Regions from separate parts of the Mus musculus genome. Here region 2 is linked to region 1. Evidence: chromatin contacts called from public HiChIP or PLAC-seq data. All regions are on one chromosome and are shown on one strand. Each heading gives the region's core, a stretch centred on a gene start, on an enhancer-like site or on the middle of the called end of the contact. The rest is flanking DNA. Distances are from core to core; before and after follow the strand shown. Region 1 holds the start of Armc2 (armadillo repeat containing 2). Region 2 has its middle 47 kb from the start of Gm38491.

What was found. HiChIP or PLAC-seq counts read pairs in DNA pulled down with a chosen protein or histone mark.
Region 2: a contact with region 1 is called in an H3K4me3 HiChIP or PLAC-seq map of embryonic forebrain, with 2.1 times the contacts expected there. The contact joins the enhancer-like site here to the promoter of Armc2 in region 1. A contact is called at or near these places in 5 of 39 promoter capture datasets (embryonic stem cells, hippocampal neurons, liver and 1 more), 3 of 484 Hi-C or Micro-C datasets (the G1E-ER4 cell line, bone marrow-derived macrophages and pre-B cells), 9 of 115 datasets of contacts at active chromatin or transcription factors (astrocytes, embryonic forebrain, embryonic hindbrain and 4 more) and 2 of 9 other capture datasets (embryonic stem cells and liver).

What each region holds. Positions count from the first base shown.
Region 1 is chr10:42,016,747-42,020,051 of GRCm38.p6, forward strand. Armc2 (armadillo repeat containing 2) reads right to left here and starts at 1,636. Exons shown (of 18, transcript NM_001034858.3): 1 at 1,447-1,636. 1700016J18Rik (a long non-coding RNA gene) reads left to right here and starts at 1,408. Exons shown (of 3, transcript XR_871596.3): 1 at 1,408-1,515; 2 at 1,862-2,166.
Region 2 is chr10:42,629,724-42,632,848 of GRCm38.p6, forward strand. No RefSeq gene overlaps it. Among named protein-coding and RNA genes, the nearest start is that of Gm38491, 47 kb to the left of the region's middle. Within about 2 kb of position 1,403, at least 17 of the 459 cell types and tissues checked have an H3K27ac peak or open chromatin away from gene starts, as enhancers often do. A contact at or near this core is called in embryonic forebrain, where this site is marked.

The DNA of each region.
Region 1 (3,305 bases), core at 386-2,885:
GTGAGCCACTGTGTAGGTTCTGGGAATCAAACCCTGGTCCTCTAGAAGAGCAGCCAGTGGTCCTAACCACTGAGTCATCTCTCCAGACCCACGTGTTATTTGCATGTGTTACTTTCTTCTTCTGGCCTCAGAGGGCATTACAGGCACACTGTACACACACATACACACAGGCAAACATTCATACACATAAAACAAGAATAAATATATCTTTAAAAACCCCTATCTCTACTGTTTGCTACCAACAGCCACCAGAGCCACCTCCTTCATGTTAAAGACAACATTGCCCATCAACATTGCCGACATAGGGTTTGCTGGTGCACCCTCTTTCCCCAGCAAATCAAACACTCAGGGCTCTTTCCATGACTGAATTACTTTGGCATTAAATGAGCATCCAAACAGGTGCAAGAAAAGTGCTTAGATGTCAGAGCAAGTGTTAAGTCCCCCGAGGATCTGCAGCTCTGTGACCTTGAAGGGCATTAGACATCTCTATACCCGAGTTCTCTTCTGTTAAAAAAGCATGGATAATGACCAACTCTCAGGGCAGCTTTCAGCATTGCATGAAATGTCCAAATGCTTTAGCACGATGCTAGCTAGCTCTTACAATACTAAGAAGTACTGTCCAAGTGCTGGCTGGTCAAGAAAGATCTTCCTAGAATGAAAATACTCACCAACAAGAGAAGTCACAAAAGAGACTATCTGTCCAATGTTTTCATGCATATCATAAATTTAAATTTTCAACTAGAGAATACCATCCTTGATTTAAAAACAAAATAAAAACAAACAAACAAAAAAACCCAGCGTTTTTATCTGAATGTCAGTTATCCCAAATCTATGCAAACTGCTAGTCAAAACCTTAGGGATTTACAAAAATGGGATACATATAGTGTGACTTATTTTCTACCAAACGAAAAGAATATGATGTCGGGATGGAAGAACCTGCGGTAATACTTGTGGCATGGGTTGTAAGGGGCATTCTGTATACATACGGTGTAATTAATATTGTTCCACATACACTTTATTGAGGAGTCATTTGTTACCTAGGAAAATCCTAGTTTGTTCTTGTGGCCTGCCTCCACAGAGTCCCTTAGTCTATCACTCTCTCATTCAACCAGTGTTACTGGTTACTCCTGTTAAATACCAGGCAACTGACTAAATGCTCACAGTTACAGAAGCTGACTCCTGTGCAGACCCCGAGAGTATGCAGCAGCACCCCTCGACCCTATCTGGGAACAGAAGAGAGACTGCAGGAGGGGTCCCTGGTGAACCTGCAGGGGACTCCTCACCTCCCGCACGCACAGCTGCTCTCCCACTCCCGGAAAAGCCCGCTCCTTCACCGGTCCAGGTTAGGGCCGAGCGCCTCAGCATCCTCACCTCGCCCTCCCGCCCTCCCGCGCACCGCCTTTGCCCTGCTGGCTAGCATCTCCATGGTAACCGTACACAAACCACCTTTCGCTGCAGGCCGAGCGGTCAGCCTACAGATCCAGGACGCCGCAGAGCGAAGCGGGATGCGCTGGAGTAGGTGCTGGTTGGGGAATCCGGGCTCGACTCAAAACACCTGTGACAAGCGCTAGACACTTAGACCCCGGCGGAGTGTGACGGCCTTCCCGCTCTCGCAGGGCAGCAGGGACCAGGAGGAGGGGCGGGGCGGGGCGGGGCGGGGCGGGGCGGCCCTGCTCCACTCTCCGCCACTGAGCCTGCGCCAATCCCTCTAGCCACGCACGCGTAGCAGCGTCGAGGCGTGGCGAGGGCCCGTGCGGGAGCGCGGGCAGGAGCATACCCACAGGGGAAAGGCAAGAATGGGTGGAGGGGAGTCTTCTTTTACATTAGCAATATGTTCAACCATGTTTGTTTCTCCCCGTAGGATCTCCAAGACTGTTAAACAACTGGCAGAGGAACAATGTAGTGTTTTGGGAAAGAGTCGGTTATTGATTATAGACGTCAACGTCCACCTGGAACGGTTCCTTAGCATCTCATCTCTTATGCTTCAGGCAGAGAGTGCTATCCCTGTGTGTGAATAGCTGAATCGTGGGCCGTAGCAAAATAAATGTGAAGAGCTGTGAATGTAGCAGTGAATGTTAACCTGTTGGATATCATTAACTCCTTGCATTTGGGCAGCACTCAACCGTTTGTAGAGCGAGCTCACAACAGAGCAACTAGGGACCCAAGGTGAGATCAGGAAGGAGCGATTTAAGTCTTGGGTTGCTATGGCTAGTCGCTGTGTGTTCTTACTGAATCACTACAACCCAACAGGGGAAGAAAAAAAAAAGAGTCCTGTGTATATGTTTCTAATTCAAACTCTGTTTGCGTCTACACTGGATCATTGGGTAACACTTGTGAAATACAAGCGAGGCATAAGCTCTAAATTTACACTACGGTATATAAACATAGGGATTATCAGCAAGTGTTGTCAACACTGGGAAAATGCCGTATTCCATGGTGCCAAGGGTCTTGTAAAGAATAACTAAATTGTATCTATTTTGCACAGTTAATACCTTTGATGAGAAATGACACCTGGAACACTGAGTAAAGGTTTTCCAAGTGCTTAACAAGATTTCCCACATCACAGACAAAGAAAACTCAATCATTGATGAAGTTTAGGATCCCAAACTAAATATTATTTTTCACTGGGAACAGGATCTATCCTATGAAGTCCCATTTGTGTGTCACCAGACTCAACTGTGCAAAAGGACATTGCCTGTTGTATAGAAAGCATAACTAGCATTTTGATCTCATAGTTTGTGAGATATGATAAAATACAAGTCCATTTGGGTCTCTTGGTGGCTGTTTATAAATACAGGTGTCTATCTGACCCTTCATGGAGAGTCAGACTTCTCCAAATGTTTTGTTATTAAATGACTGGTAATCTGATATTAACTCAACCTCAACATCTTTCTGAATGATGGTGGGTGAAAAATGAGTATATCGATAGCCAATAGAAATTCAGCTTTACATCTTCTTCTCACCCCAGATTTGCGGTCCACAGTGAGCCTTCCCAAACGTTGCAGTAGCTGGCTTCTAAGTCTAAAAGTCTCATCTCCACTGAAACATGAGCTTACAAACCTGTAAAACAGACATGGCTTGGACCTATAATCCCAGCATGTGAGAAACTTAGACAGGAGGATTACCTTAAGTTCCAAACTAGCCTGAGCTGCACAGTGAGACCCTGTCTCAGAAGACAAAACAAGACATCAAAACCAAATCTGTTTGTTTGTTTGTTTTTTTACCAACAATTGTTATCTATGGTCTTGTGTCTAAAATGTTCATCTAAACTAGACCTTGTAAGCAAACCATTGAAATATGAAGCC
Region 2 (3,125 bases), core at 153-2,652, 610 kb after region 1:
CTCGGCTCTACCTACCCTAGGCTTTGCTTGGTTTCTCTACATGTCTCTTCTTGGGGTCTCTGCACCCTGGGATGGCTTCAGGAAAGTGTCTCTTGGGAAAGCAGGGCAGTGGAGTTAGGGTGGAAATTGACAGACAAGAGTTGGGGATGCGCTTCGAGGAGTAGCTGGGGAAGTTTCGTAGGAATGGGGAAATGGGCTGGTAAGATTAGATTGCTCAGTGGGTAGGGATGCCTGACAACTGGAGTTCCAGTCCCTAGGACCTTCGTGGTGGAAGGAGAGAACTGACTCCCCGGTGTGCAGGAACCCTTCTAAGCCCTTAGAGCTGAGCTTACCTAGGGCAATAAAGAACAGGAGCCTGCAGGGAAGCTCAATGGGTAGATGCACTTGCTGCCAGGCCTGACAACCCAGAGTTTGATCCCTAGGTCTGATTGGTGGGAGGAGAGAGCCGACTCCTGCAAGTTGTCCTCTGACCTACACATACACTCTTACAAGTGCGCGCGCACACACACACACACACACACACACACACACACAAACTGATACATATGTGTAACAAAAACATTTTTCTTAATTAGAAGAGACAGACAGAAAAACAGACAGAAAAACAGACAGACAGACAGACAGTCCCAGAAACTGGGAGGACATGATCTGCTGGAGTGAAGAGATTTTCCTTGGGAACCTGGCTCAAGTTGCTTCTCTGGGCTTCAGAATTTGTGAAATACTTTATTCCTTGAAGTTCAGGTGCTTAGAGAGCAGCACACCTAGAGAGGAGGAACTCCTAGGAGATAGCCCAGGCAGCTGCTAGGGTGGGCAGATAGGGGCTCTTCAGAACCTGGATGTGTGTGTGGGGTGTTGTGTGTGTGTGTGTGTTGGGGGGGACTAGAAGCCAAGGGCTAAAGGTTCAGTGCCGTCCAGGGAGGCATTGGTGGCCTACCAAGGCCAGGTCAAATCCCTCTGCAATATTACAGGACAATCTGACCTCACTTCTAGCCTGACTTCAAGTACCCACTGCAGGGGAGAAGGCTGGAGTGGCCAGCAGTGGGGAAGGCCAGGAGGGATGCTTTCAGAGAGTGGGGGAGGGGAAGAGCTGCGGGCTCTCTTTGGATTGCCCAAGTGTCAGAACAAGCCCCTCATGCGGGTTTTTTTTTTCCCTCTAGTGACCCCATTCTGCCCCATGGATGTCACTTTTTCTTCTTGTTCCTTTCTTTCTTCGAGCTGCTGGGGAGAAGAGAGTCTAGGGAGGTGGGTAGGAGCATTTTTTTTTTTTCACACGAGCCCTCAGAATTACAGTTCACAAACTATTCAGTAAACTGACCGGCCTCAACCTCCCCTTCAGCGGCCTAATCTAAGGGGTGGATCTACGTGTTTTGTTGCCTGTCAGGAACAATCGCAGCGCGGCCCATTACATTTACAGCACGTCGCCCTTTAATTGGTGTAACACGCCGAGGCCTGAAAGAGAAGGGGCCTACAAAGGCAGCGTGAATGAGCCCCGACTCACACAAAAACACTCTGCAGAAGTTCAGAGCTGGCCACTAACAAGGAGGTAGGGAGTTAGTTTGAAAAGAGGGTGAAGTTCAGAAATGTGTACCTTGAGAAGCGTCCCATCAAAGCAATGGTCGCATTGACAAGCTGCAAAGAAAAAAGTTAAACCATCAGTGCGGACCTGCCTTGCTGGGTTTCTTCTTGCACTTGAGGAGGGCCCAGGAGAGGGGCCCTCTTCCTCCTGCGCCCCCCCCCCCCAGGCTCGCTGCTTCTCTCCTCCAGAGAGTTGGATTTTTTGATGTTGTTGTTGTTTTTGTTTTTTGTTTTTTAAAAAGCTGGAATGATAAACATACCTTCCACCCCTCGACTGAGATATTTTATTTTAAAAAATACCTGAATTTTCATTTTAGCAGATCCCACGAGGCTATGGGAACAGCGGGTTGTTCTCGCACCCCTGTTTGTGCTCCTTTCTCGTTTTTTTTTTTCTGGGGCGACATCCTCCGTTGTGGGGCTCAGGGAGGGCGAGGGGGAAGGTGTTTGCTAATGCTCTGTGGGAAATGCTTTGCCCGTGGGTGGACTCCCGCAATGGCAGAGGGCGTTTGCGCGCGCCCTTTAGAAGCGTTTGGCTCGGTCCGATGCGGCCTGGAGATATTTTGTTGCTGTCCAGGGGAAGGAGGACGCCGCTTTCCCTCCTTCTCTCTGCCTTACCCAGAGAAGACCCCTGAGTGTGGAAGAGCGCGTTCCCACTGTGCAAAAATGTGGCATGCTTAGAACAAACTGTCGGTGCGTGCAAAGGCCAGGGGTGAGGGTTAGGGTGGCTAGGTGGTACCTCAGTTGTGTCCTCCCTCCCGTGCCCCTATCTCTGAGATGACCTGGCTCCTCAAAATACCTTCTGGGTTCCACAGGCCTGAAATCACCCAAAAGTGGTGGTGCCGCGGTGGGTCTCCCTAGCCACCCTCTCCTGCTCCCTGATCCTGGTTTAAGACTGTGGGGGCTCAGTCCCTCGCCTGCTCTGGCGGGACACCTCGGCGCCCCGCTCCTCTGGGGAGCTCCCTAGCGCCCCGAGTCCCCCCCCACCCCGCCTCCGCGCCGCCCCACACTCTTCGCCTTTGTCTTGCAACCGGACCCCCGCCCCTCCGGCCGCTCCTGTGAACTGCCTGCCCCGTGCGAAGGCGGGGGTACTTTTCAATGCAGCGCCGCAGCTCCCTCCAGATTTGTAATCCGCCAAAAAGCCGCTGATTGCTGCAATCGTTACTTTTCATTAAAAAAACTTAGAAGCAATTTGGGAGAGCCCTTCTCAATGAATACATTTACCCCCGAACGGTCTTTATTCTCCGACTCCACTTGATGAGTTTCTCTGGCGAATCCGTTCTTACAGGCACAGAATGGGCAATCCCTTGATCCCCGTCAATTGTCATCCCGAGTCGGGGCCACTTTGACCGCCAATAGTGGGGAAGTCAGAGCTAATCCTCAGAAGGAATCACGGGAAAAGAAAAGCAACAATAACCAAGTCAAGCGTAAAAAATGAAAGAGAAATCTCTATTATCACTCAGTACATTTCCCAGCTATGTACTGAAAAAATCAGCTCGCTTGTCATTCGAGTCAGACACCCGCAGAAGAATATGGGGTCGTGGTGGGTTGGT